Linked DNA regions of Sus scrofa: region 1 is linked to region 2. A link is a contact called in public Hi-C data. All regions are on one chromosome and are shown on one strand. Each heading gives the region's core, a stretch centred on a gene start, on an enhancer-like site or on the middle of the called end of the contact. The rest is flanking DNA. Distances are from core to core; before and after follow the strand shown. Region 1 overlaps LOC106509892 (a long non-coding RNA gene). Region 2 overlaps LOC106509892 (a long non-coding RNA gene).

Region 1 (4,544 bases), core at 1,778-4,277, 71 kb after region 2:
ATGTGTGCCTTTTTAAACTGTGTCCTAGATGCTTCGCTTATCTCATCCTAGAAGTGGCTGTGATTGGACAGTATTATGAAGTGTTTTTGCAGGATCTGTCTTTATACAGTAAAAGTAGATACTAGCTTTTTCTTTACAGCTTTTTGTAAATAGGACCCATATGTGTGTGTGCATAAAAAGGGGTTAAATCCACCAGACTGACTTATGCACAAGAGTTACAAAAATATTAGGGGTTAAACCTCATCCTCAGGTATGGCTTTACTGAAAAGAACCTGAGTGAATCAGACCTACCTGATTCAAGGTCTAAATTCACTCCTTACCACCTGTGTAATCTTAACTTAATCTCCAAATATTATTTAGCAAAATTGAAAAAAAATAGTAGTATGAGAAGAAAGGGGAGAAAAAAGGGAAGAGAAAGAGGAGAAGGAGAAGGGAAGAAAAAGGAGAAAAAAATCAAAAATTTTATGGGGACTGATTGGAATTAAATATGTGAAAACACAAAACCCTACCTAAATAAAACTTATTATTTTTCCTTTTTTTTGTTAATCATGATCTTAGTTTGCTTTTATGAGTGTGTTTATAATTCATGGCAATTGTTAAAGTATAGAATTCCATGTACATCCATCTCTAAATGTATACATACAAAATATATACTAAAGTGCCTACATTGGTTACTTCATAATGCTACTGAGAGACTAAACAGAAATTCCTCCTGAGTTGTTCCAGCCAGCAGGCAAAAAGGAATATTGAATGGGGCCACCTAGAAAGTATCTTTGGGTTCAAGGTTATATGCAACAGGGACTATTTATTCTGTACACCTTCAAACTGGGAGATTTGGAAATTAATCATATCTTTGTACCATTAACAAAAACTGAGGACTCAGGGAGAAAGCAAAGATGACTGCTTTCAAATAGTCCTAGTGGAACCTATGGGGGACTGAAGATTTCTCTGGAAAGAAAGAGGGCGCTTCAAAACTAAGGGGGCCATTTCCTAATAATTTATACTCAAGTAGTAGAATTTATGTCACATATGCCATGATACAAAGCACATATATGCTTTCTGACACTGTTCCATTTAAATATTATAAGCGTGTGTGTGGTAATGTATTAGGTAAAATCAGTAAAATAGTCTACCAATCAAGGCCATTTCGCTCATGAGGCATCATGTTTCTATGACTTACTCTGGCAAAAACAGACTGGCCTTGAGTCAATGAATACATTTATGCCTAGCTCTGAAGCATAGGTGCCTAAGTTAATTAGGCAATTGTGACTAAACCTTGTTCAAAAAATAATTAATCAGAGCAAAATGGATAAAAATGAAAAAATATACTTCTGGGCTGCTTATTCAGGTACACGTGCTACCAAATAAGGTGGCTTCTTAGGGCCTTATAAACTATTAGCAGTAATACTACCACTTGGATATAAAAGTCTTTATCTCTTCAGTTTGAGTAATAAACTAACTTGTTTCCGCCAATCTAAGTTTTTTAAAAAATGGGTCAGTTTTGTGTCTTTGTTGCTTTGGTAATTCTTTCATTTGTGTCCCCTGAAGAATTTTATATGTGTCAGATTCAGAAAGACACTAAGAGAGAGTTTTTAAACCTTATTCTAAGGGAAGTGGCCCCTAAATATGATTTTAAGGAGAAAAAAAATGAACCAATGAAATGGTCTAATATTAAGAGTCCATTAATAATTTAATATTTAGGACAAGTAAGCAAAGCCAGATGTTAACGGAAATGTTTCCTGGTTGGGTCAGAGTCTGAACATTCCCTCCCAGTGTAAACATTCCAGCTTTGTGCCCAGGAGTCAGAGCATGGGCCAACCACCAAGTCACAGCCTCTGCTGCCCAATCAGAGCGCACTTAATACAACTAAATCAACTAAAAATAAAGGCATGTTAAGAAACAAACTCTTATGCACGCATGCGCACGTGCACATGCGTGCACACACATACACACACACACGGTTGAGGGGCAGGGAACTTGGTATTAACAACCTCAATTTTTTTTTGTATTAATAGCCCAATTCTATTGGTAGCCCACCAAACTGATGGCTTAAACCCTTCCAGGATTTATTTAAGCATCTGGGGAGTCTGATTTACTTCTCAATGGCCCATTCATCCTTTGAACGTTTACTCTGTAGCCCATGCAGTTATAACCTAAGCTGGATTTCATACATGAAAACTGACCTTCAGCACCCACGACTTTTGCCAAGTCCCAGTGAAGGCTCTTAGAATAATTTAGAGTTTGCCATAGTGACAAGTTTAAGATTCAATTATTGAGTGTAGTAAATTTATTTTTACTATGTTTGTAAAATGGCTTTCGCCCAACTCATTTCACTCCCCTTCACAGCCAAAAGGCCCAGGACAGCAACGGCTGATCCTCCCAGATCAGGGCTGCTTGCTCTCTGTTGTTTAACGCCACGTCAAATAGAAGGATTTCTACGGGACTCAGATGGAGACATTTCTCTTTTGCCTTAGTTTGGGCAAAAAATTGATTTCCTTCAGATAGCCATAATGGATGGTGAGGACGGCAGAGAGGAATCAAGCCCAGCTCGAGGCAAATGCCAAAAGTTTCCCAGAAGGATAAATCTTGTTTCCTGCCTTACTTCACAGAATTAAGCCTTAAACAAGTCATGTTCTGTGATTTGGATGCTGTGTTTATATCAGCGTCGGTTCCCTGGCTCATGGCTGGGAACATTGTATTGGTCTGTAACCCAGGACGGTTTTCCTGAAGCAAGAAATCACTATCCCGGCATCTTTATCTCCCATTCCATTTTATTTGTTCTATTAATACTAGCAAACGAGCTCCGAATGGTAAGTGGATCACAGGGAGACAGTTACATTGACCAGGTGCAGCCTGCAAAGCCAATGATTTAGCGCTCTGCTTTGGTCACCGTCTTTCCCAAGAGTTGTATGAAAGATGCCTCTTCAGAAAGGATTTTATTTTGGAAAATAATAACAGCACCTCATTTGTGCACGGCCCATTCTCAGTAGGTTCAGGGGAAAATCAGGGTAGGCTGAGAACTTGTGGTCTCTCAGTGTCTTAAATGAAACCAAATCCTCTGGGGATTGCATTCGTTTATGGTTAGTAACAGGCGACTTCCTGTTTCGAAGCAAAATGGGCTTGAAGAGGCTTATAAAAAAGACTCAAAAGGTTTCTTGGACATCAAATGACTCTAGTAAAACATTTTGATGAGTTAAGTGTAAATGCATCAGCAGCATACGGATTAAATTCCCTTCTAAATAAACATTAACAGAGAACATGTTTGGCAAAATGCATTTCGAGTTTTGCAAAACTGAAAACATTTGAAAAAGGAGTGTGAGATATTTGATGAACTCAGAAAGCAGCCGGATTGCCCATCCCGGACTTGAATATTTTCTTTGGATGTTCTGCAGATGTCAAATAAATTAGGACACAGATATTAAAACCAACGACTGCTGCAGAAGTGATCAGCTGCCCTCCAGTCAGGAGGGTGTTTCTGCAGATACCCAGTTCACATATGCATGAAGGGAGCCTCCAGGGACCTGTAACCCTTTCCTCACTCTTACTTCATCTTTTTCCTGGATTCGGCCCTACAAGACCTTCCATTATTCACAGCTCTTGCATATGTTTTGCTGCCTGTGAGATATTCTGACTCTCAAAAGAGATTTCTGCTTTGCTATAGATGAGGGTAATGATGCCTTGGTGCCACCAGGGAAATGCCAACCTTGGCGTTGTTTGGGCCAAGGCCTTTTATCCAGAAGCCACTGTGCTTGTCAAGGCTCTTGCCGTCTCTCATCATCTCTCCTTATTTTTTTTTTTCCTGACACATACACTATTAATCTTTTGCCATGGCAGAAGCGACAATGGAAAGGAAAGACTAAATCTAAGACACAGTTTGAACTCCTGTGTCTCAGATTTTCACTGGACTTGTAACTGGCTATAGAAAGAGAGGAGTCTAATGTCATCTCCTAGGGTTGAAGTTGGAGGGTCCGTTCCACAGTGAAGCCATTGAATGAGACAACTGCCTTTAGAAATCTCCTGGATTGTAAATTCTTATAGAGCCAAGGGAATACATAATTGGCACACTTTTTGTAAAGTAGTTGTCCAGAGCAACAAATCAGCAGGTCCAGGGAGAAATCTCACATATGTGAATGCCACTGCCTTGCAGTCTGTAATCACGTTGATTTATGATCATTTTGCTTTTGAACTATACAGGCAAAAAGCAGGTTCTAGGAAAATTAACAGGCAAATCAATAGCAGGTATTTTGTTTAAAAACATAAACGATTAAAGGTTTAGGCCAGTGTATTTGAGCAAATGATGATGTTATCTACAGATAACTGACATGCCACCACCATATCAAAATTTATACCAAAAGTTAACATGCTATTAACTAAGACATACTTAAAGCTTGCACACAGCTTCCTCTCATTTCACTTGGAGCTTATGCAGCGGTCTTCCTCCCTGCCATTTTTGTGCATTGATTGGTTTCCCACTAAGGCCATGATGAGGCTGAGGCTGTTTGGCCTCAGTCCTCTCTATTTTCAATTTACTCTACATATGGTTT
Region 2 (4,127 bases), core at 1,153-3,652:
ATTTGATGATTTCTTCTAAAGCTAGAGAATATTAAAAAAAATCTGCAAAAGATTCTTGAAAGGTTTGATCTAGATCTCTCTTTCTCTTAATCCCCATTCTCTCTATTAATGTCTCTCCCTGTCTTGGAAGAGAGACCCCAGATATCCACCCCTACGATCTTGATGGCCCAAGGTAAGCTCAAAAATTCAAAAGAATCTGCATTATAGATTATAACTCAAAACAATGTCAGTCATTATAAGAATCAATATTAAAGGTCATGCCCATGTGGGGATGTGCCTTTAACTCAAGTCCTTTGTAGTCGGAAAGTATTATTCTTAATAAAGTTGGCTGGATTGATTTTGAGCATTTTTAATTACTGGTTTTTGTCACCATGCCTACAGGATACACAGTCCTTCCACTGGTCTGCTCCCTGTGTAATCTCCTCCTCAGTTTTTGGCTTCTCTTCTATGTTTAGACACCTGAGCTCATCACTACCCTCTCCTTTCCTCGACTGTTATTGGGCTCTTTCTCATGCCCCTGACTGCAAGCAGGACAGTCATCCAGCAGCCTTATCACTAATTTAAAATGGTACCTCTACAGCAAGGGGGCTCTTCTCAGCCGGAACAAAAGGAGTAGCTTCCATTCTTCTCAGCCAATACTGGGAGGTTTCTGGAGAATTGTAGCAAAAGTGAGATGATTCTTTATCAGGCTGTGTGTACTAATACTATCTTCTGATTTTTATAATGTTCGCTTTTGAGATGCATTCTTCCTGTATAACACCCCATATAACATCACAGTTTTCATATTCCGCACCTGCAAGGGGGGCCGTTCAGATAGGCTGTGATGAGAATGGCAACCTCTTAAAGTTTGCAGTGCACAGCCCAGCAAACATCCTTGTGGCCCTGAGATGCTTAGATTCATTGTCTATTGGCACTACAAGGAGAGTATAATCTACTGCTCCTTCTGCCTTTCGCAAATGAGGAACTAAGGTCCAACAATTGAAGGTCTTAGGTATTTTTTTACAATTAGTTGTCTCATTTGGATGTGTGAATTCATGTATAGAACCCACATCTCTCTGTTATCCACATTTCATGCCAGTTGTATTGGATGGAAAATAAAATTTTAACAGTCAAGTTATTTAAAGTACTTTTGTTTGCTTGATAAAATTATAAGAACTACCTTGACCAACACAGAAATCTTCATCATGTAAAAGCCATTGATAGTTGAAGTAAAATCAAAATTTCACTCCCCAATTCCATGCATGAAAAAATAAATGCTGGTCTTAAGACAAGTGGGACTTGTGTGGAACAAATAAGTATATAGAGTCTTCTTGAAAAGTCCTAAAAGGAGACCCACAATGATTATCTTACAAAGTGTCCACCTTTGGATAAAATCTACATTTCAGCTGCTATTTATTAAATAGCATAAGATTTATCTTTGAATGCTATCTTATCTCTTATAAGCGAAGACCAGAGCCTCCTCTGCTAGGACTGTAGGCTGGGGAGCCAAGGACTAGCGTTCCTAAAATTAACCATGCTTGTGGTTCATTGTTTGAGCCAGCCGTGTTCATTTTCCTTCCTTGTCCTAGATTTACCAGGTTGTGAAAAGAGGTTAGACCAGAAGATCCTGAAGGATTCTCATTATCTGTAATTTTTTATAATTAATTAATTAGCTTATTTGTTTATTTGGGGGGGGACTTAAAAACAGTATTATTCTTTCTTAAAACTAATTTCTTTATTTTTATTATAGTTGACTTACAGGATTGTGCCAATTTCTGCTGTACAGCATAGTGACTCAGTCATACATACATGCACATAGTATCTTCCATCATGTTCTAGCCCAAGAGTTTGGATACAGTTGCCTGTGCCCTGCAGTAGGACCTCATTGCCTCTCCATTCTAAATGGAATAGTTTGCATCCTCCAACCCCAGACTCCCCGTCCATCCCACTTTCATTATCTTTAATATTTTTTTAATTTGTTTCATGGAATCAGGTAGGAAGTAAAGGCATATAATTGTCGTAAAGTCGTAAAGGCATATGATTGTCATACAGTCGTAAAGTCGTAAAGTCAAGGCATATACAGTCTGTGTATTGTTACACAATACGTAAAGTAAGTAAAGGCATGTAACAATATAGGAGTCAGAGATCCCTAGCCTACGGCATCTACTGCTCAGCCTTGCTGCTTCTTTTTCCTTTTAATGGGGCCCTTTTGCTGTACTGCTTGTAGCTCATATATGTTCCTCTCCTCACAATCCACTAGATCCACGAGAGTGACATCTCCGGATTCCTCTCTACTACCCTCATCTCTGTTTTCTAACTCTTGGAACTTCTCAGCCTCGAAGCAGTTTGTTGGCTCTGAGCTAGGTCTCTGTTTACTTGGTGTTTTCCATCATCTGGGAATTCTCATTCGGGACTCTCTGTTCTGTGTTCATCAGCTCCCCGGCCTCTGTGGGCTCAGCCTCCTCGCTGATTATTCGATTGCATGGTTTCCCTTCATGGCTCATCTTTTTTCATTTGTCTCATGTTCATGTCAGTATATTTAAGCTCAGGCCTGGTATTTCTGGATCCTTTCTAACAAAACTCTGTTTATTTTTTCCTTTCTTCTTTCTTTGTTAGATCATCTGTGCCTTTTTCATAGTTTCACTCCACTGGCAATCGCAGAGAATTTATCAATGCAGTTTAAAAATTCCCCATTTGTTTACTGGAAACTTCCTTTTCATTCAAGGTCTTCTTATTCTCAGAAGGTGTCATCTTGCATAGAACATCTCTCAGTTTCTGAAGCTTCCCCATAAAATGGAGGAATAAAGTGCCTCAGTACCGGAGGCAGAATTTCTGAAATGACCTCCTCCTCCTTGAGAGGCTCTGACCTAATTTTCCAGGCCTGTGAGTATGACGATGTTTCTATCACGCTTGTGATTTCGTGCTTTGCCAAATGGCACAGTTGCCCTTGAAATAGAGATTATTCAGGTGGGCTTGATATAACCATCAGTCCATAAAAGCTGAGGGCGGAGTCAGAGACCTTTGAAGGATGAGGACTGGACATGCCATAGCTGCCATGGTGATGGAGGGGCCTTGATGAAAGCACCAGGGGGAATGTGGGTGGCCATGGAACAGACAGTAACTCTGGCCAGCAGCCAGCAAAAAATGGGACCTTCTTCCAGCAACCAGCAACCACGAGAGAGTAAATTTGGCCAAAAACCTGAAGGAGTTTGAAAGTAGATTCTTTCCCAGAGCCCCACCTGCCCCCACCCTGACTTTGTCCTGTGCGATCCTAAGCAGAGAACCCAGTTACATGGGGCCCAGACCTCTGATCTACTGAAACGGTGTCACAATGACTTAGTGTTCCTTCAAGCCAGTAAGCTTGTGGTAATTTGTTACACGATAGGAAATGTTACCAGCTATTGTGCTACTTTGGTGCTTTTGTCTGCTTGCCTCTGAATTCAGTACCTACAAAAGTGAGATCTTCAGCTTTACTGAATTAAAGTTTTTTCAAATCACAAGATCTCCTCAATACTGAGGTTAGGAGAACCTTCCAAATAATCTTTTAAGTAGTTCTAATTTAGAATTGCAATATGGCTATATGTGAAGAGAACTGTGAACAGTCTGGCAGTTTCTTCTATTGAGATAACAGTAGCTTAAATCTCTGAATTAGTCAATTATACCCTAAACTCAATGATGCAGTGAAGGGTAGGGGGAGGTGGGTTTGGAAAGTGGTTGTGAATTATGCTGGACCAGTCATGTGCAAAACAAGAGTCTTAATGGAATTCTAAAAGTAGTTACGAAAAACAGTAAGGACAATTTGAAAAGGTAAAAATAGATAAGTAGTACAGAGTCAGAAATATTGTAGATAAGTTGCTGGATAAATTCTGAGAATTGATTTGAACTACTTACAAAATAGCCATTGCTTGTAGAGATAAGGGAATTTAGGTTGGAGAGAAAAAGTTTATGTATTTAGACAAACTCCAGGTATCATCTTTCTTGTCTTTTCTTTCTGCCTCACTATAAATTGAAGAATAAACTAGGAAATTGTAGAACTAAATTGTGCCTTTACTCTGATCATTTGACTCTGTGAATATTAAACACAAGTTAACAGAAGAAGATTAAACAAAGATAAAAGAAAGCTAGCTGTAGAGAATTCCACATCAAAT

Evidence for each region. Hi-C and Micro-C count contacts between places; a contact is called where the count stands out from the background.
Region 1: a Hi-C map of skeletal muscle shows a contact between it and region 2, with 2.6 times the contacts expected there. The contact joins two enhancer-like sites. A contact is called at or near these places in 3 of 47 Hi-C or Micro-C datasets (heart right ventricle, mesenteric adipose tissue and skeletal muscle) and 1 of 2 datasets of contacts at active chromatin or transcription factors (skeletal muscle).

Annotation. Positions count from the first base shown.
Region 1 is chr3:119,086,899-119,091,442 of Sscrofa11.1, forward strand. The region is part of intron 5 of LOC106509892 (a long non-coding RNA gene); the gene reads right to left. Among named protein-coding and RNA genes, the nearest start is that of RDH14, 360 kb to the right of the region's middle. Within about 2 kb of position 3,028, at least 8 of the 83 cell types and tissues checked have an H3K27ac peak or open chromatin away from gene starts, as enhancers often do. A contact at or near this core is called in skeletal muscle, where this site is marked.
Region 2 is chr3:119,016,414-119,020,540 of Sscrofa11.1, forward strand. All of the region lies in intron 5 of LOC106509892 (a long non-coding RNA gene), which reads right to left. Among named protein-coding and RNA genes, the nearest start is that of RDH14, 440 kb to the right of the region's middle. Within about 2 kb of position 2,403, at least 9 of the 83 cell types and tissues checked have an H3K27ac peak or open chromatin away from gene starts, as enhancers often do. A contact at or near this core is called in skeletal muscle, where this site is marked.